Linked DNA regions of Mus musculus: all the other regions are linked to region 1. The links are chromatin contacts, called in public HiChIP or PLAC-seq, Micro-C and promoter capture Hi-C maps. All regions are on one chromosome and are shown on one strand. Each heading gives the region's core, a stretch centred on a gene start, on an enhancer-like site or on the middle of the called end of the contact. The rest is flanking DNA. Distances are from core to core; before and after follow the strand shown. Region 1 holds the start of Samd4 (sterile alpha motif domain containing 4). Region 2 holds the start of Otx2 (orthodenticle homeobox 2). Region 3 holds the start of Psmc6 (proteasome (prosome, macropain) 26S subunit, ATPase, 6). Region 4 holds the start of Fermt2 (fermitin family member 2). Region 5 holds the start of Ddhd1 (DDHD domain containing 1).

The links. Promoter capture Hi-C pulls out the DNA fragments that hold promoters and counts their contacts. A called contact is a pair of places that touch in the nucleus more often than the background predicts. HiChIP or PLAC-seq counts read pairs in DNA pulled down with a chosen protein or histone mark.
Region 2: a contact with region 1 is called in a Micro-C map of embryonic stem cells, with 11 times the contacts expected there. The contact joins the promoter of Otx2 here to the promoter of Samd4 in region 1. A contact is called at or near these places in 1 of 39 promoter capture datasets (embryonic stem cells) and 5 of 484 Hi-C or Micro-C datasets (all in embryonic stem cells).
Region 3: a promoter capture Hi-C map of 3T3-L1-derived adipocytes shows a contact between it and region 1, with 3 times the contacts expected there. The contact joins the promoter of Psmc6 here to the promoter of Samd4 in region 1. A contact is called at or near these places in 1 of 39 promoter capture datasets (3T3-L1-derived adipocytes) and 1 of 115 datasets of contacts at active chromatin or transcription factors (astrocytes).
Region 4: a promoter capture Hi-C map of liver shows a contact between it and region 1, with 7 times the contacts expected there. The contact joins the promoter of Fermt2 here to the promoter of Samd4 in region 1. A contact is called at or near these places in 3 of 39 promoter capture datasets (hippocampal neurons and liver) and 2 of 484 Hi-C or Micro-C datasets (both in embryonic stem cells).
Region 5: a contact with region 1 is called in an H3K27ac HiChIP or PLAC-seq map of extraembryonic endoderm stem cells, with 7 times the contacts expected there. The contact joins the promoter of Ddhd1 here to the promoter of Samd4 in region 1. A contact is called at or near these places in 1 of 39 promoter capture datasets (hippocampal neurons), 1 of 484 Hi-C or Micro-C datasets (embryonic stem cells) and 2 of 115 datasets of contacts at active chromatin or transcription factors (extraembryonic endoderm stem cells and forebrain).

The regions. Positions count from the first base shown.
Region 1 is chr14:46,879,775-46,885,523 of GRCm38.p6, reverse strand. Samd4 (sterile alpha motif domain containing 4) reads right to left here and starts at 2,559. Exons shown (of 13, transcript NM_001037221.2): 1 at 2,356-2,559; 2 at 508-1,125. The coding sequence starts at 703. It overlaps Gm34934 (a long non-coding RNA gene), which reads left to right and starts at 2,725. Exons shown (of 2, transcript XR_383407.3): 1 at 2,725-3,784; 2 at 4,353-5,749.
Region 2 is chr14:48,664,625-48,670,373 of GRCm38.p6, reverse strand. Otx2 (orthodenticle homeobox 2) reads left to right here and starts at 2,730. Exons shown (of 5, transcript NM_001286482.1): 1 at 2,730-2,946; 2 at 3,101-3,174. It overlaps Otx2os1 (orthodenticle homeobox 2 opposite strand 1), which reads right to left and starts at 1,086. Exons shown (of 5, transcript NR_029384.1): 1 at 978-1,086; 2 at 1-80.
Region 3 is chr14:45,327,612-45,333,360 of GRCm38.p6, reverse strand. Psmc6 (proteasome (prosome, macropain) 26S subunit, ATPase, 6) reads right to left here and starts at 3,537. Exons shown (of 14, transcript NM_025959.3): 1 at 3,429-3,537; 2 at 2,452-2,531; 3 at 2,335-2,374; 4 at 1,403-1,455. The coding sequence starts at 3,513.
Region 4 is chr14:45,526,906-45,532,654 of GRCm38.p6, reverse strand. Fermt2 (fermitin family member 2) reads left to right here and starts at 2,590. Exons shown (of 15, transcript NM_146054.3): 1 at 2,590-2,721; 2 at 3,064-3,230. The coding sequence starts at 3,074. Gm46452 (a long non-coding RNA gene) reads right to left here and starts at 2,433. Exons shown (of 3, transcript XR_001781252.2): 1 at 2,099-2,433.
Region 5 is chr14:45,655,131-45,660,879 of GRCm38.p6, reverse strand. It overlaps Ddhd1 (DDHD domain containing 1), which reads left to right and starts at 2,737. Exons shown (of 14, transcript NM_001042719.2): 1 at 2,737-3,658. The coding sequence starts at 2,869. Mir5131 (microRNA 5131) reads left to right here and starts at 2,827; the gene lies at 2,827-2,919.

The sequences.
Region 1 (5,749 bases), core at 1,310-3,809:
CTACATATTATTCGGAAGACAAACCTCTAAAACAGTGCTATCCGTGGGGGTTGAAGGAGAATGAATAATAAAATTGCATTTTCAGGTATTCTTACAGCCTGTCTGAGCTCAGTGACTGAAGGGGCAGTCCTGAGCTTCCTGGTGTATTGCTGAAAGCCAGCGAGCCACGTTACCCGAAAGGGGGGGGGGGGGTGGCAGAAAATCCAGACTCTACGTGACCTGACTTACTTATTTCCAAGGAAAGCGCAGGAGAGAAAAATCAATCATTCATGCTACCGTAGCTACAACACGGAATGGACTAAGGAGTTCACAATGGTCAAAGCCCCAAAGCGGACAGGGGAAGTGAAGAAGGGTCGGGTCCGACGCAGATGCTCAGAGCCCCGGGGCCAGTGAGGACCAGGTCCCCGCGGGTGGAGGCCGGGGGGGGGGGGGCGGGGGCGGAGCCCGGGCTGGAGGCGGGGAGACTGGATTCCCGGGGAGCCGCGGGATCCACGGCCGCGCACTTACCCGGGCTGTTGGCCTCTCCTTCCAGGACGTGCAGCTCGGCGCAGTCGGCCAGCGAGTGCTCCAGGCAGAGCTGAAGGAAGCGGGCCTGGGTCTGGCTTACGCGCTTGAGCAGCGACAGCAGTGCAACAGTCTGCTCGCACTCGTTCCAGCCCTTAAACCAGCCCGCCAGCACCCCGACCTGGTCGCGAAACATCATGGTTAGGGGGCCGCCCTCCGTCTACGAAGCCCCTTGGCGCTCCTGCCCGCCCCAAAGTTTGGCGGAGCCGCAGCCCCGTGGCCTCCCGAGACACGTTCTGGTTCCAAGGTCTCCGGTGCCCGGGCGCTGCAGGTACTGACTCTGCTCCTGCCTTGCTCTCCTCTCTCTATCGGTTCAGTTACGTTCTGGTGGTTCTGGTTGATTCTCCAGAGACGATGACAGACAGTAGCGCGGAGATATTTTAAAAAAAAAAAATAGCGATTAAAAATGTAAATCCCTCGCAAGGCACAAAACTGAATGAAGATCGCTCCTTCCCCTTTTCTCGTAGCTTCAGGATGGTGATTTCCGGCGTCCTGGGGTCTCCTCCCCGCTGGGCGGCAGCTCGGACCCTTCACACCCGCATTCCCAAGCGGCAATCACTACTGAAAGGACAGAAAAAGCTGCAGTGAGACCTCGGCACGCGGACTGGAGCGTCTAGGGGGATCCGGGAGTGAGAGGGAGCTCGGTAGGGGGTGTGTGGAAGCCAAGGCTGGGGGAAGGGGTGTCCCGCGAAGGGAAGTCCCCTAAATTCCAGCCGGCCTCTCCACACTCGGATGCGCGAGCTGAGCTATTGCACACTTCCTTCCCAGGTGCGGGAGGAGACCCCGCGGCTTCCTGTTGCTGCGGCTGTGACCCGCAAGTGCTCCCTGCACACCCCACCCGGAGTGGCCTCTGGGGCTGTGTCTGCGAACGCCAGCACCAGCAACAGATCCTCCCCGCGCTGAAAACTTGCAATGCGGCTGTGAAGGGGCGCGGGGGTGGGGTGGGGGCTAATGCAAAGCAGAGGCGGTGTCAGAGGCAACCAGGGTTCCAGCCTCCTCCTCCTCCTCCTCCTCCTCCTCCTCCTCCTCCTCCTCCTCCTCCTCCTCCTCCCCCTCCTCCTCCTCCTCCCTCCTCCTCCTATTCCTTCCCTCCTATTCCTTCCCTCCCTCCTCCCTCCTCCTCCTCCTCCCGGAGAAGCAGCCGTACGGCTGCAGCTCCATCTACAGCAACAGCCAGCATCTCCGCCGCCAGGCTCCCCTCTGGATTTAGGCCGTGAGCAGCCGCAGCGACAGCTCGAGACAAAAATAAACTCTCCCTATCCAAAGCTCGGCGCGGCTCAGTCAGAGCCCTCACTCCCCAGCGCCGCGCCAGCCCACCCGGGAGGTTTCCCTGGGCCTGCTTGACCCACGACCATCAGATGTGTGTGCGCGCGCGTGTGATTTAGGCATCCTGCCCCCGGTCCCCGCCGCCGCCTGCGGGCCGGAGTGTCCTCGCCCTCCGGTCCCAGGCCCAAGGCGATGCGGTTGGGGGCGCACGCCTTACGCAGGGACCGCGGGAGCCCGTATCACGGCTTTCCCAGGCGGCAGGGCGGACCCCGAGGGAAATGCAGATTCCTCCCTTCCGCACACGCCCCCCAAGGACCTCAAAGAAGAAAAGTTAGGTTTAGGGGCTCTATCGTCCCATCTCAGCTCCCGTGGCGAGGCGAGCAGAGACTAAGCGCCGGACCCTCTGGGGGCCGCTCGCTTCCAGCATCTGACACCCAGAACTTCTGGGTAGAAGAGCGAAGCCCCCGGGAAAGGGTCGGAGGAACCACTGGGTGCCTCGCCCGGGACAGCAGAAGGGACGCTCACCTCCACGCAGCTCATCCCTGCGGCTCGGGGCCCTGCGCGCGGGTCCGGGGCCGTAGCAGCAATCAGTGGGGTTGGGGGCGCTCGGAGCGCGGGCTGCGGGCCATGCCGTCGGGGCTGGCGGCGCGCGGAGAGGGCAGCGCTGCGGGTTCGGGGCGCTATCGCTGCCGCCACTGCTGCCTCCAGTGTCGGCTCGCGAAGGACTGAGCCGCCCGGAGCTCCCCACATGCTACTGATTAACATACACCATTACATCATGGGCTTGGCAGGGAGCGCCCGAGCGGGGGGAGAGGAACCCGGGCGGCGGCGGCGGCACGCGGGGGAGTCGGGGGAGGGGGGGAGGATCCCCGGGCCCGGCGGGCGGCGGGTTGGGGGGAGGGACGGATTCCTAAGCCCGGGCCATAGAGGAGGAGGGAGCCAAGTGGGAGGAGCGGAAGAGCGCAGATTGGAAGATCTGCGTAGAGAAACACAGAAGTTTGGGGAAGGGGAGGGGTCCGGGTGAATTCCTCTCGGCTGCCACCCGCGTGTTCTACAACGGCCAGGGCACCGGAGCCTCCGGAGCTGGGACAGGAGTGAATCCCAACGGAGCTGGACTGGAGCGAGAACGGTGCTGCCACCCGCCGCTCGCCCTTGGGAATGTGGCTCCCCAGGTCCAGTGACCCTTTGGCCTGGGACCTGTGGGTGGCTGACTGGTCCCGTGGGTGACTGACTGGTGTAGACCGTAAACACCCGGAGTCACTGTCTCTGGGGGCTTGGACGGATTCCTGGGGTCTGGGACGCATGAAGTAGCAGAGGGCGGCGAAGGGCACAACGCGCAGGGCTAGATGTGTCTGGCCGCGGTGCTCCACGAGGCCCTTGTCTAGGAGAAGCAAGCAGAGCCTGGTCGATCACCCTCAGCCCAAGTCCGGCGCTGGATGCCCTTTATTTTTGCAGTCCTCCATACCCGCCTCAGGCCTCGCTTTCCCGAGAGGAGGAGGCGGACTTCGGGAGCCTGATCTCAAGCTATGCTTGGCGCGCGGCTGTGGCTTGTGGCCTGGAGCTGTGGCCCCAGGCGCCCTGGGCGACGGGGAGGCGTGGCGAGACCACCTGTCAGCACCACGGAGTTTGGGGGACGCGGCTTTCACCTGTGCCTGCAGAGGGCGGGGCCAGAGGCTGGGCCGGGATTTGTCGCTGGAAGCTCTAGGTCGCCTACTATAAAATGCTTGCATGGGTCAATTACCCAAAAGAAGGGTTGACTAAAAATACCCTAAAGCCTAGACATTTCTGCATCTTCTAATGCGAACGGTCACAAAGGGACTGGCCAAAATCCAGCCTGTTTCAGAAGAAACACCGAGCCTTCGAATTTGTTTTCCAGAGACTTGGGAGCATTTATAAACGAGAGCTGGAAAAGCAAACGTGGGTCTGCCCTGCTCTAGCTAGCACAGTTTTAAAGGTAAAGTGTCCAAGGCCTTATTCCTCCACCTTTCAGCTCCCACACTAGCATCTGGATTTCCAATCCTTTCTTCTACCCTGCTCCTCGGATTTCATGTCTGTCTCGTGTAGGTCCTGTCAGTGTGACAACACCTCCCATCTCTTAGGGTAGTGAAAGGGCTTGTGGGGAGGCACAATGTTTTGCCAATGTTTCCATCACAACCGAGTGTGTGAAGTTTTTAAAGTTCATTATTAACCACCTAGGGGAGGTATCCGCATAACTTGATGAATAGTTTGCTCTATTTAGGAAACACTAGTCCCGGAGTCAGTGTTTGACTTTTGATTTTTTTTTAAATTATTATTATCAAAGAAGCAGGACAGCTTTATAGAGTCCCCGCCCCCCCCCAACCCCCAGCTATTCCTTGGTAGTACTTCTGCCAGGAAATGGGGAAGACACTGAGAGATGGGACCACGCGGTGCTAACTCAGCCAAGGTTTTTAGACGTACCCCAATGGACTGTTGTTGTTATTGATAAAGAAAACCAAAGATACACCAATAACGTAATTATTGTCTTCTGCTACTTAAAACAGGGCTAGTAAGGCAGAGGGCCCAGGCAGACGGGAGTAAAGTTGCAAGCAAGGCGACGAAAGAAGATAGTGCCACCTACGGGAGAAGCGTGGTTCTGACGGCAGCCTTTGACCTAGGGACCAGTGTCATACTTAGTTCATCTTTGAAGTCTTGCTGTTCAGCATGATTTTGCATTTTTTGCTTCTCTTGGTGTTTGCTTAGCAAATAATATCCCTGGAAAACAACTAAAATGTTCAGGTGTTTGAACGATGATTGATTCCAAAAGGGTCAGCTCCATACTTACAAGGGCAGAAGAGGATTTCTGACTATTGTTTTATTATAGTAGGTATCCCCGAAGAGCCTACGTTTATGTCATTTCGATGACGCTTCTAGAAGAAGTAAGATAAATTACCAGACAGCCCAGTAAGTAAAGCACCTTTTGCAAGCTTGAGAGACAGTGTGACTCCACAGTGCCCACGTCTACTTCCAGAAGCCTCCCGGAAGCCCGCCTAGCCAAGACAGTGTGCTGCAAAGTTAGAGAAAGACTGTCTTTAAAAATAGGGTGAGAAAAACATAAGACACACAACGTGGGGGTGGGGGGGTGGGGGAGTACCCACATCAGATAAATTTATAGAAGCATTAGAGCTGTCTATTTCATGAATTGGAAAACATTTGCAAATCTCTGCATAAATTATATGGTCACTTTTCACCCAACCATTCAATGAGTATGTATGGGACACTTATTCTGTGCTGGGTCCTCAAGAAGGAATGCTAAAGACAGATGGCAATCTTCATCCAACATGGAAGCTTATATGACAGAGGAGTATTTACCATATAAAGAATTATATGAACGAAATCTACATTCCTCAACGTTTGTAATTATTTAATATATTAAGAAAATATAAATATTCAATATTCATTGTATATGGCATATAAAAATGTGTGATATTACCGTAAGGTGTGATTTCTTCCCTAACAAGGTAGGGCTTCTGAGGATGGTTGTCTTGTTTCTCTCTTTTCTACAATAAGCTTAGAAATGAAAACACAACATGCTGCATGCGCTCACGACTGCCGTCCCCAAGTTAGATGTCCTTAAGACTTGCAGTGATGATGTTCATGTAGAGCGCTGTCCCACAGCCTGAAGGCCCTGCACTGGATTCCTAGCACCACAGAGGAGAAGGGAGCACTGCACTGTAAACCTTAGGTCTGCCCCTCCCAGCAACAGATGCTGAGCCCCTTGGGCTTCTTCCTACCGTCTCTTCCTACGGTCAGGACCCAGGCTCCCCCCCTCAGCTCTTAGCTTCCTTGACAGTCCAGACAACATTTACATTTCAGATTCTTCAGGTTGGCATATAAAGACTAGGTTTTGAGCATTTTCTGCCTCTTTGGGCTCCTTTTCAATAGATCTACTAATTCATTC
Region 2 (5,749 bases), core at 1,481-3,980, 1.8 Mb before region 1:
AGCAATTTTGCAACTTTTCCAGGCGACACAGGAGAAAGCTTGCCTGCTACCAACTGCTGGAGAGTCTGGGCAGAATTCCTCTAGAAAGAAAAAAAAGAAAAGTCTTTTTTCCCTTCCCTCCCTTGTCTTCATCTCTGGCTCTGGCTCTCTTTCTCCTCCTATGTGCGTGTGCGTGTGTCTCTCTCTCTTTCAGATCCAATCTTTTGAGAGCTGCAGCACACTGCTAAGCTAAAGGGAAATTCTCTTTGATAAAGCAGTGTTTCCAGCTTCTGGGTTTTAAAACCTAAATCTATATTCAAATCTGGCTGAAGGTGTGTTCTGGGATTTATGAAAAGCCTCTTAAAGGGGTAAATTTACCAAACCGTGACAAAATCATCACGATCTTACTTTAGACATCTGAAGTGGATGAGAATTTTAAAGAGACCCTTGTTTATTTAACACTGTCCGTTTCCAACTGGTGGTTTATTGGCCCTGTATTTCCGCGAAGTTATTAGACTAGAGGGCAAAGGAGAAGCGGGGGGCTGTGTGCTGCCAGCCGCTGAAGGGGAAAGCCCTCCCACGCTGTATCTAACAGAAATCCTCCACTGTCTATAGCACTCCGGACTTTTCTGGGAGGTTTGGTTGCTCTGGGTTGTCTCAGGATGACACCCCAAACCTTTACCCGGGCCTTGAGAGGTTCCTAATGTCTCCGGACCCTACTGTAGATGTATCGCTTTCTCTCCGGATTTTTTCATTTACTTTGAGTGACTCACAAGCCCTCGCTCTATTTCGTTACCGCACCCCACCTCTACTGCCCCCAAGGCCTTGCTCCCCTACATCCACAATGGCCTTTTTCTCTTTTCTTTTCTTTTCTTTTCTTTTCTTTTCTTTTCTTTTCTTTTCTTTTCTTTTCTTTTCTTTTCTTTCTCGCCCTTTGATGCTTTCAACATCATTATGATCAAACCGGGGAGAACTCTTTTCTCGGGGTGGGAAACAACCTCTTTTTCAAGAGATTCGCGTGGATTTGCCTTTCCATCATACAAAGCACGATGGCTCGGACCAAGAGCCAGGACCTGCTTCCCACAGCCCGGGCCACGCGGGACAACTGCCTGGGACATTTGTTTACCTCTCCTAAATGAAAGGCCTTAGGGACAGTCGCCAGGTGTTTCTGCACAGTGGGGGCGGGGTAACAAGGAAAGATCCGTACTCACCCTCCCCCCTAGCCTAGGCCCCACAAAGTCGTGGCTCTGGGGAACGCGACAGCCAGGAGTTTCCTTAGGACTGGAACAGCTACGAAGGAGCCAGGAAGAACTGGGCAAGCCCGGAGGAGCTCGAGGGTTCGCGGAGCCTCCAGGACCCCAAGGCTCTTAGGACACACCTGCAAGTCTGCAGCGGCAGCGGAGTGCCCAGCCTTAGGCCGGAGCCGAGCCCAGCCGGGCTGCCGAGAACTTGCAGCCTCGTGCGCACTCCCGTAATTCGCTAATTGCTGTAAATCCCAAGGACGGCCACATTTGATTACACATACAGTATAAGAACCGACAACAAAGCGACGAATTAATTACCAACTTCATTAACATAGGTCCCCAAATTAAAGGCAACGAGCTGTTTCTTTGGGCCCACTAGCAGTGGTGGCGGTGACTGAGGTAGTGAGGGAGGGGTGGGTTTTTTCGTTTTGTTTTGTTTTTCCTTCTGCATTGGGAGTTGTGAGGGGAAAGCTATCCTCCCCCCCCCTCCCCCTCCCAGCCTCCATTCACACACTCAGCAGTAGCGTTTGCCCCTCACCTCCCCCCGCCCCGTCCCCTAATATTCTGTCCAGCGTGTTTCTGCTTTTCTAGAAAACTCTGATTCTTGTTTAAAAAAAAAAAAAAAAAAAAACCAGTCTGGACCAGAAGAAGTTGAGTTGGTTGACCCTGCAGCATCCCAGCTCCCGAGTTTCGGCCTCTGAGTAGGGCGCCTCCATCCCTAGTAACTCCCAGGCCTGAAGTACCAGGCGTTTGTTCTTAAGCACAAACTGTTTCTACTGGGGGCTTTTTGTCACCTCATACTCAGCTGGAGAGATTTGAGGTATCCCCTCCCTTGGCCGGAAATCTGCCTTGGCGGTAGATTTGGGAGCTCACGTTTTCTTTTGTATCTTGCTCTATGCTTATCAAATTGAAAAAACATGCCTGGAAAGCCAGAACTCCAGAGACCAAGGGTTATTCTAAGGGGTAAAAGAACAGCCAGTGAGGACGCTGGAGTTTTCAGACAGTCCATAGCTGCGTGACTCTCTGCCTACACTGCATGTTCACAGCTCAGTTCCACTCTTGTTCATCTTCACCCATTTTTCCCTCAGCGCCGTCTGGTCCTCTTCAAGAGAACATAGCCCTGTTTTTAAGCCTGTGCCTGGGTTTGAGTTCTGCCTCTGACCCACACATTCTTTGCTAGCGTTGGAAATCGAAAACGGGGTACTACCCCCTCCCTCCTTCCCCTAGCTTTGACTTAAATATTTTCCTGCTTTATGTTGTTTGGTATCCTTTCTCTAAAATAAAAACAAAAAAGAAAAGGAGGATAAGAAGGAGTATAAAGGAAGAAGAAAAGACCGAAGAGGGAGGCCTTCCTGTCCATCATTTTAATTATACAATTAGTTCACATGCTTGGGCCCATAATGTATATTTTAAGCGTAGCCCAGTGTTTTAAAGAACGTTCTGGTAGTGTCGGAGGCCTGGATTTGTTGCCTGCTCTTCCCCCCGTGCAGCAGCGGCCTGTTTTCCTCCCCCTGTTGTGTGTTTTTATTATTTTCCCTCTGGCTTAGATGTGTCAATCATTCTCTCCCTGCCATTGGTTGGAGAGTTTGCGTCAAAAAGTTGCCAGAGAGGCGCTTTCTCAGCAAATCTCCCTGAGAGCGGAACCTTCCTCAGCTCCAACTCAGCCTCCACTGTTACTAAAAAATAAAAATCGCTAGAGGAGCTCAGTCGCCACCTCTACTTTGTATGTATCGTAGACGGACACAAGCCTGTTTACAACTCTGGCCACTTCATTTTATGTTTTCTTTTAATTGTTTTTTTTTTCTGGTTATGTTTGACTTTTTATGGAAAGGTGAAGACTACAAGGTTTTTAACTGAATGCTCTTGATTTCTTTTAGGATAGCTGGCTATTTGGAATTTTGAAGGATAATTTGATTTTTTTTTCTTTTCTAACGTCCAATGCGGCTGTAAGGTAAGTGTCCGTCTGTCTTGTCTATAGCGATATCTTTGTGTTCCCCCAGTCCGCAGTGACCTCCGCTCCTCCAATGTGCAACTCTGCGGACGTGGAACTTCCTTGGGTGGGGGCGGGCGATGTATTTTATTTTTCTAATGAGAATTTTGAGACGAAATAATGACCATTAGGAAAAAATTTGACGATCTGTAGAAGAGGGAGGGAGTGGGAGGGAGCGAGAGCGCGTGCTCCTGGGGGTCGCTGCTACCGAAGAACGTCGCAGAAATCCTAGGAGTCTAATCTGGGAGTTGGGGAGGGGTTTTGTTCTTATGCCCACGCTATTCATGGCTTCTCCTCGCGAGCTTTGCATTTTGGCCCCTAGATTGAGCTGGAGTCCTTAGGTTTGGTTCCAAGGGCGTATTTTAGAATCCATGACAAAATAATGCTTGTGTAATGTACCTAGGTTGGTAAATTAAAACAAAGATAATAAGGTGGACGCTTCCGAAAGACGGAGCTCCCGAAGGCCGGCTCTCCATTATCGGCGGGGGCCTCGGGCTGCCTCTAGACTCCTCGGTTTGCAACGGGAGCCGAAATCGGAGCGGATAACCGAGGAGGCGACAGCGCTGGCGTCTTGTTACTCCCGCGCCGCCTCAGCTCCTGTTTCTCGTCCTCACTCCCCAAGCTTAATGCCCCTCTGCTCTCCGCCTCTTCTCAAAGCCGCTAGGGCTCTTGAATCTTTTACAACTCTCCTCCTCTCCATCCCTAGGGGTGCGGCTCCCCCAAGCCCCAGAACTGTACACTGAAAGTCGGGGCTTCTGGGCCAGATCGCCAGGCCGAGGCCGCTAGTTGGACAGGTTTTAAAGGCGACTGTGGCTAGTGTGGTTCAGGGCACGCGCGCCTCAGCCTCTGCGCGCAACTGGGACAGCCAGACCTGAGGGTGGGCGCCTGGATGCTCCTGGTCAGAGACCCCGGAGTCCCTCCCTAGGAAGGACTTCGAGTTCTTAGTTGTTTTGTGTCTGGGGTAGCATCGTGGCCCGTTAAGCACTTCTGTACTGCCTTTTCTGGCTTGGGGACAATGAAGTGTCGTAGGTCAAGGCTGACCTTATACGGAGGGGCTCGCCGAGGCCCAGCCCCTGCTCTCGGCCTGCCCCCAAAACGAACTATTAGAAGGTCCCCGCTGACACCCGGCCTGGGCGACGGTTCGCGCGGCAAACTCCGAAGAAGTGGCGGTGTTGATGCGTTCAAGGGACTATTGAAAGCCAGTGTCCGATTTCACTGGAAAATCTGAAAACCTTAGAGCCCCAAACCGATTTGGTCTTTTGGAGGGAGAAGGGTGTATGGAGAGAGAAAGAAGGCCCAGCCGCGTGGACCACTTTGGGTGGGGACCGAGAGGAGTTGCTCTTCCTTGGAAACTGTGCCCTCCATTCCAGAGCTTGGGGGGGGGGGGGTGTCAGGATTTCGTCTGTTCACCTCGGGACTTTTTCCGGCCACTGAAAGTTATTAGCACTAGAGTGGAGTTGGGCGCAAACTCCTCCCCCAGAGAAAGGTAGACACCCAGGCCTCTCCTTCCAGACCTAACACCGGGGCTTCTTCGAACTATAATTAATAGTCAAGAGCAACCCTTTGGCACATTTCTTTCTCCCTCCCTCGCGGGTGGTGATGTTGATTCCCCGAGGCCAGAAACTTTCACTCGAGTTGGCGGGCCTGGCGCCGGCTGTTTTCCAAATGCCCGCGTACCTCCTTCTTCCTTTCCCTCCGGCTCTCGGTCCTCTCCCCTGCCTCAGGCCGAGCCGCCAGTCAGCGAAGTTTTGTTTCCTTTCTATCATGCAGAAAATTAATCAGCCAGGACGAGAAGCAGAGCTGAGCACGACGGCCTGTAATTAAGGGACGTGTGCCCCTCGGATTATCTCGTTAGTTTATCAAGAAAACATTTATTATAATTAATTCTCGGACGAGGTAATTATTATTGAGCGAGGACACAGCAACTGGTAGATGGGCTTCTTGGAAGAAGGGGAAAAAAAACCACCAAGGAGGGGGGGCGATCTGGAGGGGGAAGCGACAGATTGCACGAATTGACCGTTAGATATAAGGCTGTGCAGGCCGGCGCAGGCAGTGGAGACGGGGCTTGGGCATCAGAGCTGCTGATCTGCCGGACTGCAGGGCAGAGACGCCGGACCCAGTCGCTTGCTCCTGGAGGAGAGAGCAGTCGGGGAGTCGCCGCGCTATCGCTATTTGCTCCTAGGTATGAGCTCTCGGAAGCCATCTCTCCTCGAGAGCGGTCACCTTAACTCTTGTGTCTTAGAAAGAGTCCCCACCCCCATTCCCCTTTGCACTGTGCGTGGAGAGGAAGCTAGAATGGAATCCTTAGCAAGCGGTGAAAGTTAGGTGGAAGGGCCCCGCAGCCGTCTTTATTATCTATCCGTGTTTATTATCTAAGCTCGCTGTGGAGAAGTGACCGTGGTTTGGGTTTTGGTTTTCCTGTTTTGTTTTTGTTTTGTTTTATTCCGCCCACATCTCCAGGAGGAAAAGTGAAAATAGTTTTCCCTGACAATTTGAGCCGTTTTGACTCTCCAAGAAGGACCTCGCCCCGAACTTT
Region 3 (5,749 bases), core at 2,288-4,787, 1.6 Mb after region 1:
ACACACACACACACACACACACACTTCCTCCAGTTCTATGAGACCCTGTCTCAAAGCAGTAACACAGAGAATGATGTCCTGCTCTGGCCTTCCTATAGGTGCATTACACAATCACATGCATGTACCACATATATAATACACACACACACACACACACACACACACACACGCGCGCGCGTAAAAATAGGCAAAACACTAAATAAAAAGACCTTTATAGCCGGGCAGTGGTGGCGCACACCTTTAATCCCAGCACTTGGGAGGCAGAGGCAGGTGGATTTCTGAGTTTGAGGCCAGTCTGGTCTACAGAGTGAGTTCAAAAGAAACTCTTTCAAAACAGTATCTTAGAAATGCCAATTTTTGGCATCCAGAGGGCCTTGAAAGGAATGCAAAAGCTAACTAAGACATAACAAAACTCCATTTTCATTAGTAGGGTTCACCAGGTGTCTCATGTGCTTGCCATGTATTTTGCTACTGTGCTACATCCCCAAACCTGGGCCTATAATACTTTCTAAATCTTCATTTTTATGTATATGGGTGTTTTGTCTGCATATATGCTGTGTTACCATGCAGGTGGCTGTAGAGACGAGAAGAGGACACCAGAGCCCTTGGAAATAGAGGTATAGATGATTGTGAGCCCTTGTTGAGTGCTGAGAATCAAACCCAGTTCCTCTGGAAGAGCTCCCGTGCTCTCAACAGCTGAGCCACTCACCAGCTCCTAGGCTTGTAGTATTCGATTACAAAACTATCTAGTTATATGCTGAAATCCTAAGATTAGCTTTAGCCTCAATGTTAAATATTATTCTAGAGTCATGTTATATCAACGTTTTAAAACCTGAACCCGGCATAATGGCAAATACTGTCCTGGTACTCAGGAGGCTGAGGTACCAGTATTGTTAGTTTAAAGGCACTATAGGCTACATAGCAAGATCCAGTTACAAAAAACAAAACCAACAATGAAAACGTAAACTCAATATGACAAATACTCCCAGAAAAAGTGCTTCAGCAAATGCTTAAGACACTTCCTAAAGAATAGAATGGTTTATAAATTGCAAATGCTACTGTCTCATTCTAAACTACTCACTTACACTGTAAAGTCTGCAAAATGAAATGCAGAGGTATTTCAATTTGCCCATTCTGGTCCAAATGACTAAAAAGTTAACTACCGCTGAGTCTGTAAGCAACATTTTTGAATGTTTAAATGTAAAACATGGGTAATTGATATGCTCTTCAAGAAAGACATCATACTAAACCATTTTCTTTCTAGTTTTAAAATGATTTGATTTCTAAGTACAGATATGAAACACTAGGGACTAAGAAATTCCAGGCTTTGCTAGTCATTTGCTGTGTCTGAACAAAGCACTCTTGGGAGTTATGGGCACAATGCCCCATCAGAAAACATTACCTGACGACGACAACCTACAACGTATCTTGGTCCATTTGTTGCTTTAACGATGACTAGAACAAATTGAAAAACAAAGTTAGAAAACAAATACATCTACATCTATGGTGAGTGTAGTTTTATGTCTGACCACTAAGAACAGTAAATACAAAATTTAGCTTATGTAAACAAAGACCAACTCCTTGTATTGTTGTCATTAGAATACTAGGCACTTCATGGCTATCCTGATGGGTTATTAAATAAAGGCACTTACTCCCAAGCTCATTGATCTTACTCAGGCCAATCTCTGGGTCCCATCTTACATGGCAGAAGCAGAAAAGCAACTCCCACAGTAGTCCTTTGATGCATGCACACACACATGCATACACATATACACATGAGTGCAGGGGACACAGACATAGAGACAGACACACATACATAAATAGATGAATTAAGAATTAGAAGGGCTGGAGAGATGGCTCAGCGGTTAAGAGCACTGACTGCTCTTCCTGAAGGTCTTGAGTTCAAATCCCAGAACCCACATGGTGGCTCACAACCATCTGTAATGAGATCTGACTCCCTTCTCTGTTCCTCTGTTCGCTGTCTGAAGACAGCTAAGTGTACTTACAAAGAACAATACATCTTTAGAGTGTGTGTGTGTATGTATGTATATACACACACACACACACACACATATATATGTATATATGTATGTGTATATGTATATATATGAATGAATTAAAACAGCCTTCCATAATGTCACACATGCCTAAAATTCCAGCACTGGAAAGCAAAAGGCTTGTGAGTTCAAGGCCAGTCTAGTCTACATAGGAAGCTGCATCCAGAGCTACATAGAAGTACCTGGCCTCAAAAATCAAAATAAAATGGGCATTTCAAAAGCTGGCAAAGAACTGGGGCTTTTTATTTTTTAATAATTAGTAAGTTAATCCACTTACATTTTTCTTCTGTTAACTGTTTTAGCACTTCACCTACAATCTGGAAAAGAAAAAAGGGGCATTACCTTTTGCCAATAGCTTAGAAATGGCAACATACTTTCAAACTTTATCACCTACCTGTCCAACACTTTGTAGTGCCTTCAAATCATTTTCAGACTTTTCATACTGCTTGGTAAGTTCTTTTAATTGTTCCCTTACTGAAATAATAAAATTTTGACATTTTAAATTAAACAACTGCATAAAATTTTTTACTTAGGTCTCTTTTACCTTAGGTTTCAAACCTACTGTTTCAAACCACAAAATAAGATTTTTTTTTCCAGTTTGTAGTGGATAGGTGGCATGTTTTAAAATGAAATGTAACAGAGAAAGTATCATATCTATTTTCTTGGTAGGAAATATTTTTAAGTTACATTTTTAACCGATAGTGACATCCTGCCACCTTCAGATTTGCTACAAAACTAAACGATAAGGTGAATCAAGCCTCCCATAGCTACACTAAGATCACCTGGCTTACTCTGGTTGTCCATACTAAATTAAGTCAACCAACGCAATTCTTCACCGAATCCTAGGCTGCGGTATTCTCTCATTTAATTAAATCACGCAGGGTTTTCAAAACGTGAATGTTCAGGGTATACAGAAAACTTGGTACTCAGTATGACGCCTGAGGGAAGACGAGAAAGGCTATTACAACCACTGAGCCCCCTTCTACCCCAAGTACAAGCCGCCTCCGTGAGTCCCGCGTCCGGCTGGAGCTTCTTTGACTCAAGCGTCCTCCCATCCCCGGGTCCCGAGACTCCAAGCCTGCCTTCCTGCACCCGGAATATGTCCCCAGCCCACTTGTACCTCACTCCTCTAATCTTCCCCTCTTCCACCTCAGAACTGTGGCTGTTCTCTATGCCACCGGACTGGGACTGGGGCCATACCCACGGCCGAGGCGGTGCTGCACCCCAGCGCGGGGCGGGATGACAAAGCGCCTCGTCCCTGGACTCGGGCCTTCCCAAGCCAGGCGCTGTTTTCGGGCTCAGCCGAAGCCTCCGCTCTATCAGAGACCGAAGCCGGTCCAGGCACTAGAGAGTGTGTCAAGGCTCACTCACGCTCCTTAAGACGGCCGTCAATCTCCTTGTGCTCTAGCAGCTTCTTGCGATAGTCCTGAAGCGCCTTATCTCTAGGGTCCGCCATGATGAGAAGCCGTCGCTCATAGGGGATGCCGGGAAGGGCCATGGCAGCCCGGGCGGGGGAGGGGGCGGGGCGAGGGCGCAGAGGCGGCCTGGGGCGGGACCGTGACTGGCTCCGCCCCTTCCGGCTGGCCCGCCTCTGGCTCCGGGCGCCGAAGTCAGTCACCTAGAGCGGCAGAAAGCCTCGAAAGCGCAGAAGATCGTCTCCGGTCACACTGTCCCCTGCAGGCCAGAGTGAGCAATGCCTGACTTAGCTACTGGCTGGCTCAATATTAAGTCACTGCTTTCTTAGAACGCCAAAGGATCTGTAATAAACTGAAAAGCAAGAGGAAATGACAAGATTTTTTTTTTTTTGAGACAGTGTCTTGTAATCCACACTGCCTTAGCACTCATTCTGCAGCGCTGGGCTTGAACTCTGGTCCTCCCCCCCCCCACCACCGGCTTCCTAGTGGAATTACAGGCAAACTCGAACATTCAGTATGTGCTGTGTGGAAATCGAATTCAGAGTCTCCGGCATGCTAAGCAAGAGCTTTCCCAACTGAGTCACATTTTCAAATTCAGCCTTTTTCTTTCCCAAATTATTTATTTTTATTTATGTGTTTATGTGTGTGCCTTAGTGTATACCTTAGGAGGGCAAGTGCTCACAGAAGCCAGTAGAGGGCATCGGATTTCTTGGCTCTGGAGTTACAAGCAGCTATGATTTAAAAAAAAAAATCTTATTTATTTTATGCATATAAATATCTTGCCTGCATGTATGTGTGTGCAGCACGTGTGTGCCTGGTGCTGGAGGAGGTCAGAAAAAACCACATGATTCCCCTGAAACTGGAATTATAGACGGTTGTGAGCCTCTATGTGGATACTGGGAACCGAACCCAGATCCTCTCCAAGAGCAACAAGTACGAATACCCTTTGAGCTATCTCTCTAGGCTCAGTGACTGTGTTCTTTTAAATTATTATTGACAGGCTGGGAGTGTACCTTTGGTAGAGTATTTGCCTAGCACACAGAAGCCCTGAGTTTATTAACCCCCAGCACCCTAAAACTGAATGAATGCACTCCACAAACACACAGAGATCTTTAGGAAGAGCCGGAAGCTCACATAACCAGTAAACCACTTTCCAGCCCAAAGATGCAGCCTTTTGATATCAATTGCATGAGCATAAGTAGGAAATTTTCAGTTACCCAATAAAGCACTGACCTGCTTGTAATCAGAATATTAGAAAATATTCTAACATGTAATAAGGAAATTAGAAATGATTTGAATAGGGGCCAGAGAGATGGTTCAGTGGGCAAAGGCGCGCTTGTCATGGAAGCCAGGTGACCTGAATTGGATTCATGGGACCCACTCAAAGTTGGCATGAGGTCCACATGCACAGATGCATAAATGATAATAAATCATAAAAATACCTTAATGTAGTAAATGCTACAATTGAAATAAAAGGATATTGTGGGATAAGGAGGAGAATAAATTTTGAACATGTCTGAGAGCAGAAGGGGCCCCATTATGCCACCACGTGGAGAGCCTTCTGAAGAGATTAAACAGCAAGTGCATGATTCTAAGGTAGCAAAGAGTTTGTCTCACTTCTATCAGAGAAAGGAGGCCAGCAGAACTGGAAGGAAATGGGCTAGAGATGTAGAACACAAGATAAAGTTTCTGCAGCGACCAAGGTAGGAACTTTGAAGTCTGCTAGGACTATCTCAGATCTCTGTGGTGGAGGGGTGGTGATATCTTGATGTCTTCATAAAATCAGCATAATTGTACATATGTAAAAAGGTTGTCATGGGTATTAAATAGACAATATAACTAAAGATGTTAATCCAAAATGTGGCATATGGTAATTGTATTCTTTTAAATTGTTATTCTCATGCTGGGAGTATAACATTGGTAGAATACTTGCCTAACGTACAGCTGAGTTTAACTCCCAGCACCCTAAAAAAAAATGAATATGCTTTACAAATACATGTACAGTTATGTGAATTAATGCCTAAAGTGACAGTCTTCCAAATTTTCTTGGAGAAAATGGTGTGGTTATTATGTGAATTTTCTGTTGTATTTTTTTTTTCTAAAACTGGCTTTTGAAGGAGACAATAAGTAAATAAAGTGACAGGGAGTGTCCTTTCTCCCACACTATTTTGATCAAGTGAGTAGGTTCATACCAATATATATCAATTCTGACATCAAGAAGAAAAGACAAGGCAGAATATAAAAGGCAGTCCAATTTATATGGCTCAGCAAAAATAT
Region 4 (5,749 bases), core at 1,341-3,840, 1.4 Mb after region 1:
GTCTGAGGAAAAGGAATATTCAGAACGGATATTTTTGGTGCTAAGGCATGTTAGAGAAACTCTGGGCTTACTGGAACACATGCGCAGGTCATTAGGAATAAGTCTGGGCCTCATTCCTCATTTCATTTCAAGTATTTACCCCACCCTTCTAAGACTCAAACACATACACATCGTTTTCTTGTTTTGAGCCACTTTTAACGCCTGCTACCTCCTAGCTTATGCCTCCTTTTATATTGCCACAGATCTTTTGGAGATAAGGTGAGGGAAAAAACAGATGAGGTGAATAACAGACGTGTAAATTTTCATGAAATCTCTTTAATAAAGAGATTTCTCCATTGGGATAGACCCCTGATTCTTTGATATTTGTTTTTAATTGGTACCAGTATATTTTCTATAGCTTTTGTACCAACCTATTTGTAAATGTATACATAACATAAATGTATAGTTAACTTTGGGGATGCTAACACACACACACACACACACACACACACGGGAAAAAAGTGACAATCCAGCTCACGAATCTGGTAGCTGCTGTGGCCAGTCTGTCCACCGCACAGAGACGGATTATGGCAGGGAATGCAATTCTTAGTGGTGCCAGAAAAGTCCAGGATGTGGCAGGTTTGAGTTAGTTAGAAAAAGAAAGACTAAAACCAACCAATCAAAAGAAAACCTCTCTTGACCACATCACCCAATAACTAACATTTGGGGAATTTCCTTCTAGTCTTTTTTCAATCTAAATATTTAAAAATGGGTGTGTTCTTTCTTTCTTTCTTTCTTTCTTAATTTTTTTTTTTTTTCTTTTTCAAGACAGGGTTTCTCTATATAGCCCTGGCTGTCCTGGAACTCACTTTGTAGACCAGGCTGGCCTCGAACTCTGAAATCCGCCTGCCTCTGCCTACTGAGTGCTGGGATTAAAGGCGGGTGCCACCACGCCCGGCTATGAGTGCGTTCTTGATTTTACAGAGGCACGTACAGTTTTCTACAGATTTTTGTTTGCTTGCCTTTTTGAGACAGAGTCTCTCTAATAGCCCAGGCTGTCGTGGAACTAACTAGGTAGGACAGGCTGGCCTTGAACTCAGAAAGACCTGCCTGCCTCTGCCTCCTGGGCGCTAGGATTAAAGACATGCTCCACTATGCCTGGTCTGTACAGATTTTTTTTAACCCAAGCAACTAATTCTCTACATTATTAAAAATATTCTCCTATGTATTTTCCAACAACATAATTTCATCAACACTGTTTCCACCCTGAACAACATTGCTTCTAAGTAAACCACCCACAACGTCTCAGAGTAGAAATAACTGGAGAGAGGCAAGCTTGGAGAAGTGCATCAGTTTCTCCATGATGACTGGCTAGTGTTAGCAGAGTGGTTTCCCTTTTTTTTTTTTTTCCACTCCCAAACCTCTGGCATTTGACTCGAGTTTTCCTGCTTTCACTCCCTTACGGGTGTCCACCCCTTTCTGCAGGCTGTGCTTTTTTCTTTTGCTGTTGTGTTGATGAACAAAGGGTTATTTGCGCGGTAGGCTCCCCTTTGAAGTGTCTAGGGCAGTTCACGAAGTCCAAGACACTTTTTAAAAACCAAGATCCTTTACAGTATCTTATCGGACTCTCCTGGACTTAAATAAATTGCTAGAAGAGGCAACCCCTGGCTTGCTGATTCTGAACAGTTCCCTTCAACAGAGTGTAATAGTTAATGGGAACGTGGAAGTGGGCCTTCGGGGACCTTTCTTCGTCACTAGTCAAAGTCTTTAACAGCTCAACATCAGTTCAAAACTACTTAAATGTCTTGGAAGTGTGTGGGAGGGTAAGGAAGAGAATGTGCGTGCATTCAAAATACTGAGTCCTCTAAGTTGCGGAGGAAAAGTCCCAAGTACGCGCCAACAGTTGGCGTGGGTGGAGAAGGGGTCTCGGGGAAACCACTGCCCTCCTGGGGTGGGGTGGGGAGGTCCCCCTTTTCCAGCCGGAGCGCATGAGCCAAGCTTTTGCGTCTGGCAGGCACTTGGGTTCCAGGGGTTAATAATGCTCGCCGACTCTCATGAGTCCAGCAGGAGCCGCAGATTGGTGCGGAACCCTGCTTGCCAGGCAACTTTTGTGGCTCACCGCCCCTCTGTGTCCTTTCTCCTACTTTTGTGGGATGTTCAAGGCAGACATCGTAAAGTTTCTGCATCCCAACTTCTCTTCCTAGCTCCCCGGCGCGGTGCCTTCGCGCCCGGGTTCCCCGCACACGTCCCGGGGCCTGGGAACTTCCCGAGGCAGCTTCTCACGCATGAACCCCGGGGACCCCGCTGCAGGCGCCGCCTCAGCCCCGCGAGCCCCCGCCCCCCACCCCAGCTCCGCAGCCGAGAGCCCGGATGTTGGATTCCATCCCTGCGCCTGGTCCTTCATTTCCATAAAAGGGCAGCGCTCCGCAGGGCCGAGATTGCGGCCGCCGCCTCCCCCCGCAGCGCTCCCCCGAGGCGCGCACCGCCCCGGCCCCACCAGAGCGCGCGCCGCCTCCTCTCCCCCGCGGGAGCGCGGTCAGAGAAGAGCCAGAGAGGAGGGGGCGGAGGCCGGCTGCGGGCGGTGCTGCGGGGCGGGGGCCGGGGCGGGGAGAGGGGGTGGGGCGGGGGCCGCGGTGCCGGGACTCCATTAGCAGCGGCGCGAGGCTTCGCTTTCCTCCCGAGCAGCGACGCGGGTGCCGCCAGCCTCGCCTGTTGCCTCGGGAGCCCGGCGGGAGGAGCGCGGTGAGGGGCGCAGCGGAGGACGGGGCGCGGGGAGGACGCCGCGGGAGGAGCGGAGCGCGCGCCGGCGCGGCGCGGTCTCCCCGGCCGGGTGGGGAGGCGCGGGGCGGTCCGGGCGCAGCGGCGGCGGCGGCAGGTGAAGGCGCCCAAGTCCGCTAGGCGGGCGCGGCGGGCGGAGGCCACGGTCTGGGTGCCGAGTCGCCCGCGCTCGCGCCCTTGGTTGTGCGCGCGTAGCCGCAGCTCCTCCGCCTTCTCCCTCGCAGCGGCCGGCGCCGCGGACTCGGTGGGGTTTGTCTTCCTTTGGGGGAGTGACGCTGACGAGAGCCATTTCCTCCGCGCTCGCAGGAAGGGAGCCATGGCTCTGGACGGGATAAGGATGCCAGATGGCTGCTACGCGGACGGGACGTGGGAACTGAGCGTCCATGTCACGGACCTGAACCGTGATGTCACTCTGAGAGTGACCGGGGAGGTGCACATCGGAGGGGTGATGCTGAAGTTGGTGGAAAAACTCGGTGAGTAGCACCCCGATGCCTCCAATAAAGACTTCCCAGAATGAGAGGAGGGGGTGGGGAGGGAAGACGGCGGGGGGAGGGGTAGAATTGGGAGATCCTAGCTCCTGGCGTGTGCTGCGCTTAAAATGCGAAATTTGTTAACGTTAGGGCGCATAGACGTGCTCCCCTCTGCGTCCTGCTTGTTATTTTGATTTTTACATAAGGTAGTGAGTGATTCGAACCTACCAAATGCTTAACTGCGGATTCCCGGGACGACTTGTTGAAAGTAACGAGGAGAGAGAGTATGCAGGTGAAAGTTGTGAATGTGGTATTACGGGTCTGTAGGTGTTCCCACCTCTTATCCTCATGGAACCTGGATGTTGATGGTGGTGTTTATTGGGGAGAGTGTACAGTCAGCCCGGTCTGGAGAATGTGCACTGGTGTTGGTCGGTATGAAGTTTCAGTAGCTGTACTACGTGATGGAGTGCCCTGAAATGTTCCACTCGTCCGCTCTTGCGAGGGGTGGGGCAGTGCTTGACAAACTTGGTATCTGTATTCTGAGTTGGAAGTAAGCTATCAGGAGCATTAAGAAGCCAACGAAAGAACTTATTTTTTATTTTTTGTTTTTTTTTTGTGTGTGTGTGTGTGTGTTTTGTTTTTTTAAAGCAGACACTAAACTGAGTTGAAGATGACAGTATTTGAGTGCACATAGATACTGCATTGATTCGGACTTGATTGTAAGGAAGGGCTATCACCCAGGATATTCGAGAAAACTGCACTCCACATTTTGTGATAAGGCAAACCATTTTTCACCTGGCAGATTGACCAGACTAGATAAGATGGGTGATTTTATCCGGAGAGCGTTTATCAGAGCAGCAGCTTTCTGGCCTGTAAAATGCTTGCTGCTTTGTATAATGAAGTGATAAGGTGTTTTGTGTGGGGATGTCTTTTGTGGCAGGGTTAGTTGGTTTTAATCAGCATTCATGTCTCAGGCCATCCTGGAAAAGTAATGAATATTCGTTTCTCAGAAAAAGTATTTCTTACCAAAGGGGAGGGGGAACTGCATATTTACCATATAACGTAAATGAAATAGAAGTTTGATATAATTTGGGAATTAGACTGAATTCATTTATTAGGTGACTCTGCTTTATGCCCCTGGAGGGAACTTTATTGTTGGAGGACTAAAGAGGAGTTAATTGCAGGGGGCCCTTCTTAGTACTGTCCATTGATTGACTCCCAGAGATAGCCCAAGAACGAGCCCCCAAGGGGCCCTTTAAGAATTCAGTTTTGCTGCTTTAATCAAGTAACTGTCAGTTTACGTTTGGTTTTTTGTTTGTTTGTTTGTTTTTTGAGTCAAGTAAATCACTGTTTGCAAAATATTTACCAACCTTTTTTGAACAGTTCCACTTGAGGATGAAAACTATCCCATATGGTTCCTGTTTGACAAGGAAACAGTCATTTGTATCAGATTGTCTTATGCGTGATAAGTGGACCTTATTAATACATTATAGCTTTTCCTTATTTTAGTTAGTTTTTGGTTTTGTTATCTCAAGCAAGAGTCTCACTCTGTAGCTCTGGCTGGCCTTGAACTTGCTATGTAGACCAGACTCACAGAGATCTGCCTGCTCTGTCTCTTGAGTTCTGGGATTAAACGGGTGTCTTCCTCATGGCCAGCTCTTCAGAGTAATTTTTTTTTTTAAGCAGTGCAATAAAAGATCTGTCAAGGGTGACTTAGACAAGTTGGGATTCTAAAAAACAAAACAAAACAAAACAAAACAAAACCAAGCTTTAATGAATAAATAATGATTTCTACTGTATTTACATCACTGATTGACTGTTATGAAATCACAATTATAAATAGAATTGTTGGGGGTGAGCTGTTTGTAGACAGGATTGATGTTATTTTTGAGTAACTATCTTACCAATGCTGATGCTGGTTAATTACATAGAACAGTGGGGGCAGGAATGGCTTTGCACCTGGGAATTCTGTACCTGTCTTTGGTGGCACCAGTCCTCTTGAGTTTTAAGTCCCAAATGGAGGAGGCATTTTTCAGCAAACTTCTGACAAGTACACAGAGTGGGGTACCATTTAAAATGTCCACAGCTCAGACCAGTCAAATTAGAAAGGAATTTTGTAGTTTTTCAGGTTTGTCTTAACATTGGGATGGGCTGCCTTCTAAAGCCCTGCGTGTTGTCATCAGCAAAGGGATTAAAGGGCACTTGTCAATAGTGGCCGACTAGATCAAAGCAGCCTACAGGGGTAAGAGGTGGAGGTTGGTTTAGGGTTGAGATGGGACAGTGTCTGGTTTCTTCAGAGTGAACAGCAGTAGTGGGCATGTAGCTGGCCACGGAGCAGTTAGTAACACTATACTGCAGGCAGTTTTCACTTGTATGTTCAGGTGCCCACTGTCTATAGAATAACCGTTTCAACTTCACTGGAGGGTATATGATTAGCAAAGGCCTTATGATTCAAAGCTGTCTTTACCTACAGCATCCACAGCACCCTGGGATTCCCTAGAGTTTAATAGATCCCAGGTTGA
Region 5 (5,749 bases), core at 1,488-3,987, 1.2 Mb after region 1:
AATCCCAGCAACCACATGGTAGCTCATAACCATCTGGAACAAGATCTGAAGCCCTATTCTGGAGTGTCTGAAGACAGCTACAGTGTACATAAATATAATAAATAAATAAATCTTTTTTAAAAAAAACTGCTAAAAAAAAGCAAACAAAACAAAACCACAACTGATTATTAGCATGGAAATACTTGGACTACATCCTGCCAAGAAATGGGAAGACATTTTAAATGTCTTGATTAAAAAGGAAGGAAGGAAGGAAGGTAGGTAGGAAGGAAGGGAAGGAGGGAGGAAGGGAGGGAGGGAAAGGAAAGGACATGGCTGCTCTTAGATATGGTGGAGGAGGAAGTTTATTATAGATATGTGGGAGAGCATGTCTATGGCTCCGCTCTCCCACATATCTATGCTCTCTCACATATCTATAAGACAAAGACATCTGGTAGAGTCCAGAGGACCAGGTGACCAGACTGAGCAGGGCTGTGTGGGGGAGAGAGAAGAACTGGGTGCTGTAGCTAAGAGGTCAAAAGTACAAAAGAGGCAAATGTACTAAAGTACAAAATGGCTGGATTATACAGGGAAGAGGCACCTGGGTAAGGGCAGCCTGGCCCCTGGGCTGGAGAGTTCTGGGGTAGAAGACAGGGTATGCCAGCCATATCCTGTAACAGGCAGGGACTAAGGGATGCTGGGAGAACCTGGAGGTCAGGTCTGCTTTGATATTAATAGGCACCGTAGCCATTTGTCCCAGGGTTTGAGACTTGACACTGTATCTACCACTTTTAATTACACTTTAATATAGCATCTCCTAAGCTAGAGGATCCTGGTTCTCTTTGGCATCGGAAGCATACAGAAGTGTCTGTACATGGGTAACTATCAGAACAGTGTGGATCAATGCCTCCATGAATAAAACACAGTTCAAAGTTCATACTCAATTTCTTACTCTGCATACTATTAATAGAGACATTGGGAAAGAATTTGGGATGCAGAAATGCAGATGCTTTGTTAGTGGGGCTGTAATGTACAAGTGGACAGACTGCTCACTGAGCAAGATTATCCAGCCAATCCAGTCGTTATGGTAGAAAATACCACCCATGTTCCTCTATTTATCATGAATTGCAACAGTATCATCTGCCCATAGAAAGCAGGGCCTTCCAACAGATCCCTCCAAAAGCACAGGGCACAACAGAGATGAGCCTGATTGAAATAATGACTTTGAAGGCTCTCTGACAGGTTACATCCTGAGAGCAAGACAACTTGCCCTACTGACCTGTTTCCACAAAGTAAACATTAACAGTGAAGACTGTCTGTTCTTGAAGTAAGAGCAAGATTGGAGATTGTTTTCTCAAGATAGGATGGGTTTATAAAATGAATTTTTTTTTCAATTTAAGAGAATGGTCTGAGGTGACAGAGTGCCTCAGCTATAAAACAGGATTTCTATGAAGTTACAGCTGACCTTGACCAAACTCATCAGTCAGCCACAGTCCAAATAATCTCTGCTGGGGCAGCCTGTTCCCCAAAATGAACTGCCTTTTAATAAAACAGATAATTCCAGGAAAGGTACATCATAGACCGACACATAGCTCTATGGCTGCAAGAATTTCATTTCCAAGCCACCCACTTGCCTCTATAAAGGGCCCCAGCTAGTTTACTCCCTTCTAAGACACCCATTTCCCTCCGGAGAGTGTCTTTCCTTCTTTGTTTGAAATAAACTGTCCATCTGTTGAGGTCAGACTCTGGTCTCTGTCTTCTCTTTACTCTGTCTTGGAAGTCTAACATAACAGAGCCTCCGTGTCTCCCTGAAACCAGGAAGTGAGTTACAGAATCAGAGTTATACTAAAAACAAAAACCAAACCAAACTTGGGAAGGCTTAAAAGCCATAGAATTACTAGAGACCGTCCGGTGCAACGATCTCCTACTTATAGCAAGGAATAAGACAAATAGATAAAGGAGATTAAGTGACTTGCCTGGAGGTGGCAAAGCTGAGTTTAGAACCTAGGTTTTTGTTTTTTTTTTTTTCCTCTTTCAGTCTAATAATCTACCACACAAGGCTGGCAAGACCAGTTAGTTATAACCAAGGTACATCGAATGCGCACAGACTGTGGGAAAAGACTAAGACATAGGGACTTGGTTTCCATCCAAGGCCTTACTGCACTACAGAAAGAACAGGAAGCATAAGGACAAGAGGGCAAGCAATCTAAAGAACTGGCACAGTGACTCTAGGACGCCAGTTTTGTAAGTGGGAGTGGTCGTGCCCAGGTGAGCAGCAGGCGTAGAGGTGGGGTGCCTTCTGTATGAATGGGCTGAAGGTTGGGAAAGGGCCAAACCAGGTGACCGAGCAGGTCTTTCGGATGCTGAAAGCAGGCCTAAAGCCAGGAACGTGAGCTAGCAACTTCCAGGGCCCCTCTGGGCATACAGCTGAATCACCCACGGGGCTCATGACCCGAAAGTGTAAAGATGAGTGGGCGAGAGCCTCACTGCGGCTGGCATCCAGGGGCGTGGAAGCGAGGGGGCGGAGCCACTGCGTCGAAAGTCGTGAGGCAGGGGCTCCACGGATGCCGAGACCGCCGCGACCCCGTCTGACCCCCGCTTCCAGGCGCGGAAGACTACGTACAGCCTAGCGCCAAACGGGAGCTCCAGCAGAGTCCTCGGGCCTTCCGGGGAGGCGCGCGCGGCTGGGGGCGGGGCCCCTGTGGCCCCGCCCACGCAGGGCTGCGTAACAATGGGGCGGGCCCCGGAACGGCGCTGCGGCGGCCGGGGGCCGGCGGGGAGGCGGAGTCGCCTCGGCCGCAGCTGCTGCCCTGCTCGGGATTTGAAAGATTATAAAGTCCGGGCCGAGAGGGCGGCGGCGTCGGATGCGCGTGTGGCGGAAGCGCCGGCGGCATGAACTACCCGGGCCGCGGCGCCCCACGGAGCCCCGAGCGTAACGGCCGCGGCGGCGGTGCCTGGGAGCTGGGCTCGGACGCGGCGGGCGTGTTCGGCGGCGGCGGCTGCTGCTTCGAGCACCAGCCGGGCGACAGCGTGCCGCTGTCGCTGCTGCGCGCCGAGCCGCTGCACCTGGCACCGGGCGCCGACGACCTGAGCCACCTGGCTCTGGACCCGTGCCTCAGCGACGAGACCTACGACTTCAGCTCGGCCGAGTCCGGCTCGTCGTTGCGCTACTACAGCGAGGGCGAGAGCGCGGGCGGCGGCAGCTCTTCTTCGCCTCCGCCGCCGCTCGTCGCCCAGAACTCGGGGGGCGGCGGGGCGGCGGGAGGGGGCCCCGGGGACAGGAAGCGCGCCCGGCCCGGCGGCGCAGCCGCCCGGCACCGCTACGAGGTGGTGACGGAGCTGGGCCCCGAGGAGGTGCGCTGGTTCTACAAGGAAGACAAGAAGACCTGGAAGCCCTTCATCGGCTACGACTCTCTGCGCATCGAGCTCGCCTTCCGGACCCTGCTGCAGACCACGGGCGCCCAGGCCCGGGCGGCGGGCCGCGATGGAGACCGGGTGTGTGGCCCAAGCTCCAGCTTCGGGGAGGAAGACGAGGAGGACAGCGCCTGCGGCTTCTGCCCGCGCGCGGCGGGGCCTGAGCCGGAGATGGAGGAGCTGGTGACCATCGAGCCGGTGTGCGTGCGCGGCGGCCTCTACGAGGTGGATGTCACTCAAGGAGAGTGCTACCCGGTGTACTGGAACCGTAAGTGGCTGGCCAGGGGCGGGCCAGGCTCGGCGCGCGCTGGACGGCGTTTGGGGGTTCGGTTGCCCCCGCGATGCCTGCCTCGGGTTAGGATGCAGGTTGCGCGGGGTGCCTCGGCAGGTGAAGGGTAAAAGAGCAGATGGCAGCGCCCAAGCTGCTAGCGGGGTCAGGAGGGGAGGATTCCGCCGGGGATTGTGCCTCCTGGGTGAGTAGAGTGCTGCTGCCATCCCCTGGAGGGTATCCAGGAACGGATCCCCAAGCCAGTAGCTTTAGTTTCTTGACCGTACCAGGGGCTTTGTCCACCTGGATATCTGATTCGGTCTCGTGTCTCCTGAAGCTCCTGTGATTTAAATAACATGTCCTGGAGTGAGTGGAAATGCTTGAGTGTTTTTATGAGAATCAACAGTTCAGCTTAAAACCTGAGAAGAGAAAAGCCCTGACGGGAAAGGAGAGTTACAATGTGTTATTCACAGTGGATGTGTTGGGCACAAGAGGAAAGAACTGCAGGAAGTGGCAGTGCGAAGTGGGTCCGTACCCTCTGTATAGAATGTTTTCATATCTCTTGGGTCCTTTTTACATATTTTTACTTTTGCTTCTTAACCTAGAAAAATTGCACGACCTCGGTTTTCACATCTGTTAAATGGGACTGTCATAAAGGTCTGAACGATGCTTTAGGCAACACGGGTAGGTTTAAAATCAGAATGAGGAAGGGTAATCCATAATCTGACGTGGCATGCAGCAGTTATTAATATATATGATATGTAGTAGTAACAAGTTATTGGCCATCAATAATTTGTACCATACAGTATTAACTTTATGGGCTTCAGTGCCCTTACTCAAATGTCTTTTCCTGATCTTTTGGCCCTCTATACATCTTATATTATTTATTCTGATCTATATTAATTATGTGTATTGATGGCTTAGCTTCCTTTCGGTTTATTTAGTAGCTTCTGGTCAGAGTCCACCACCTTTATCTTTGTACTCATAAAGCAGGTATTCGATGACTTGGTACCGAATTGCATCAGTGATTCTGATAATGCTAAAGCATGCATGCATTAGGTGCAAGTAACTATGATGGCAGATTCAGCACATTCCAAGTCAGGTATAGGTAGCATAGCAGGAAATTTCTTGCTACTCTTCAGGACAATAAAGGCAATAAAGGTTGTTAGTTTTTTAAAGATGAGACTCATATGGACTCTGTTAGGTCACCTCTTGATTATAAACTCACTGAGGACGGACTTAGTAGTTGTATGTGCTAGCACAGTACCTCTGTGCACATTGTTTGGAAACCCATGTCTTTCAGAGGCTTCCCATCCCATTTCTTTTTAAATGATCCACACATCACCATGGGTCTTTCCTGCAGATAAAAACACAGAACTTAGTGGACCCAGAAAGCAAGGTCAGAGGGGCTGGAGAGATGGGTCAGCAGGTAAGAACACCGAGGGCTCTTCCAGAAGACCCTGGTTCAAATCCCAGCCCCCATACTCCCCATGGCAGCTCACATCTGTCTGTAACACCATGATCTGACACCCTCACACGGACATACATGCAGGCCAAACACCAGTGCACATAAAGTAAAAACAATAAATATCAAAGGGAGCAGGGGAGTGAGAGCATAGAGCATCCTGGAAAGGGGGGCTGGAGAGTAAAGCTGTCTCTCCCTTAGCTTAGCCTTAGAGTGCTTGCACTAGACTGACAAGTTTAACACCTTACTCTGCTCACAAAGTAATTTTCACTGTGGAGCAAATTGATGTTGACTTTCATCCTACAAGGATGTAGCCTCAGTGTTATTAATGAACTTGACCAAGGTCACGCAGCTAGAAAGTGATGCAGTAAGCAGTAGTGAGGGAACACAGTGCCGTATGTATTTCACCCATCCAAAGGGACGCACAGGCCACCGTGGATGTAAGACTGAGTCTGCAGGAGTCAGAGGAAGCACGGGGATTAGAGAAAGGGGTTCCTCTCAGTTGGGGCCAGCATATCCAAGGATACAGAGGCGTGAAACTGCAGAGCAGTTGAAGGAATGAAGGCTGCACCTCTGAGGCTCAGGCATCCAATGTGGGTTTGGATCTGACCACCCCAGCAGTGTGG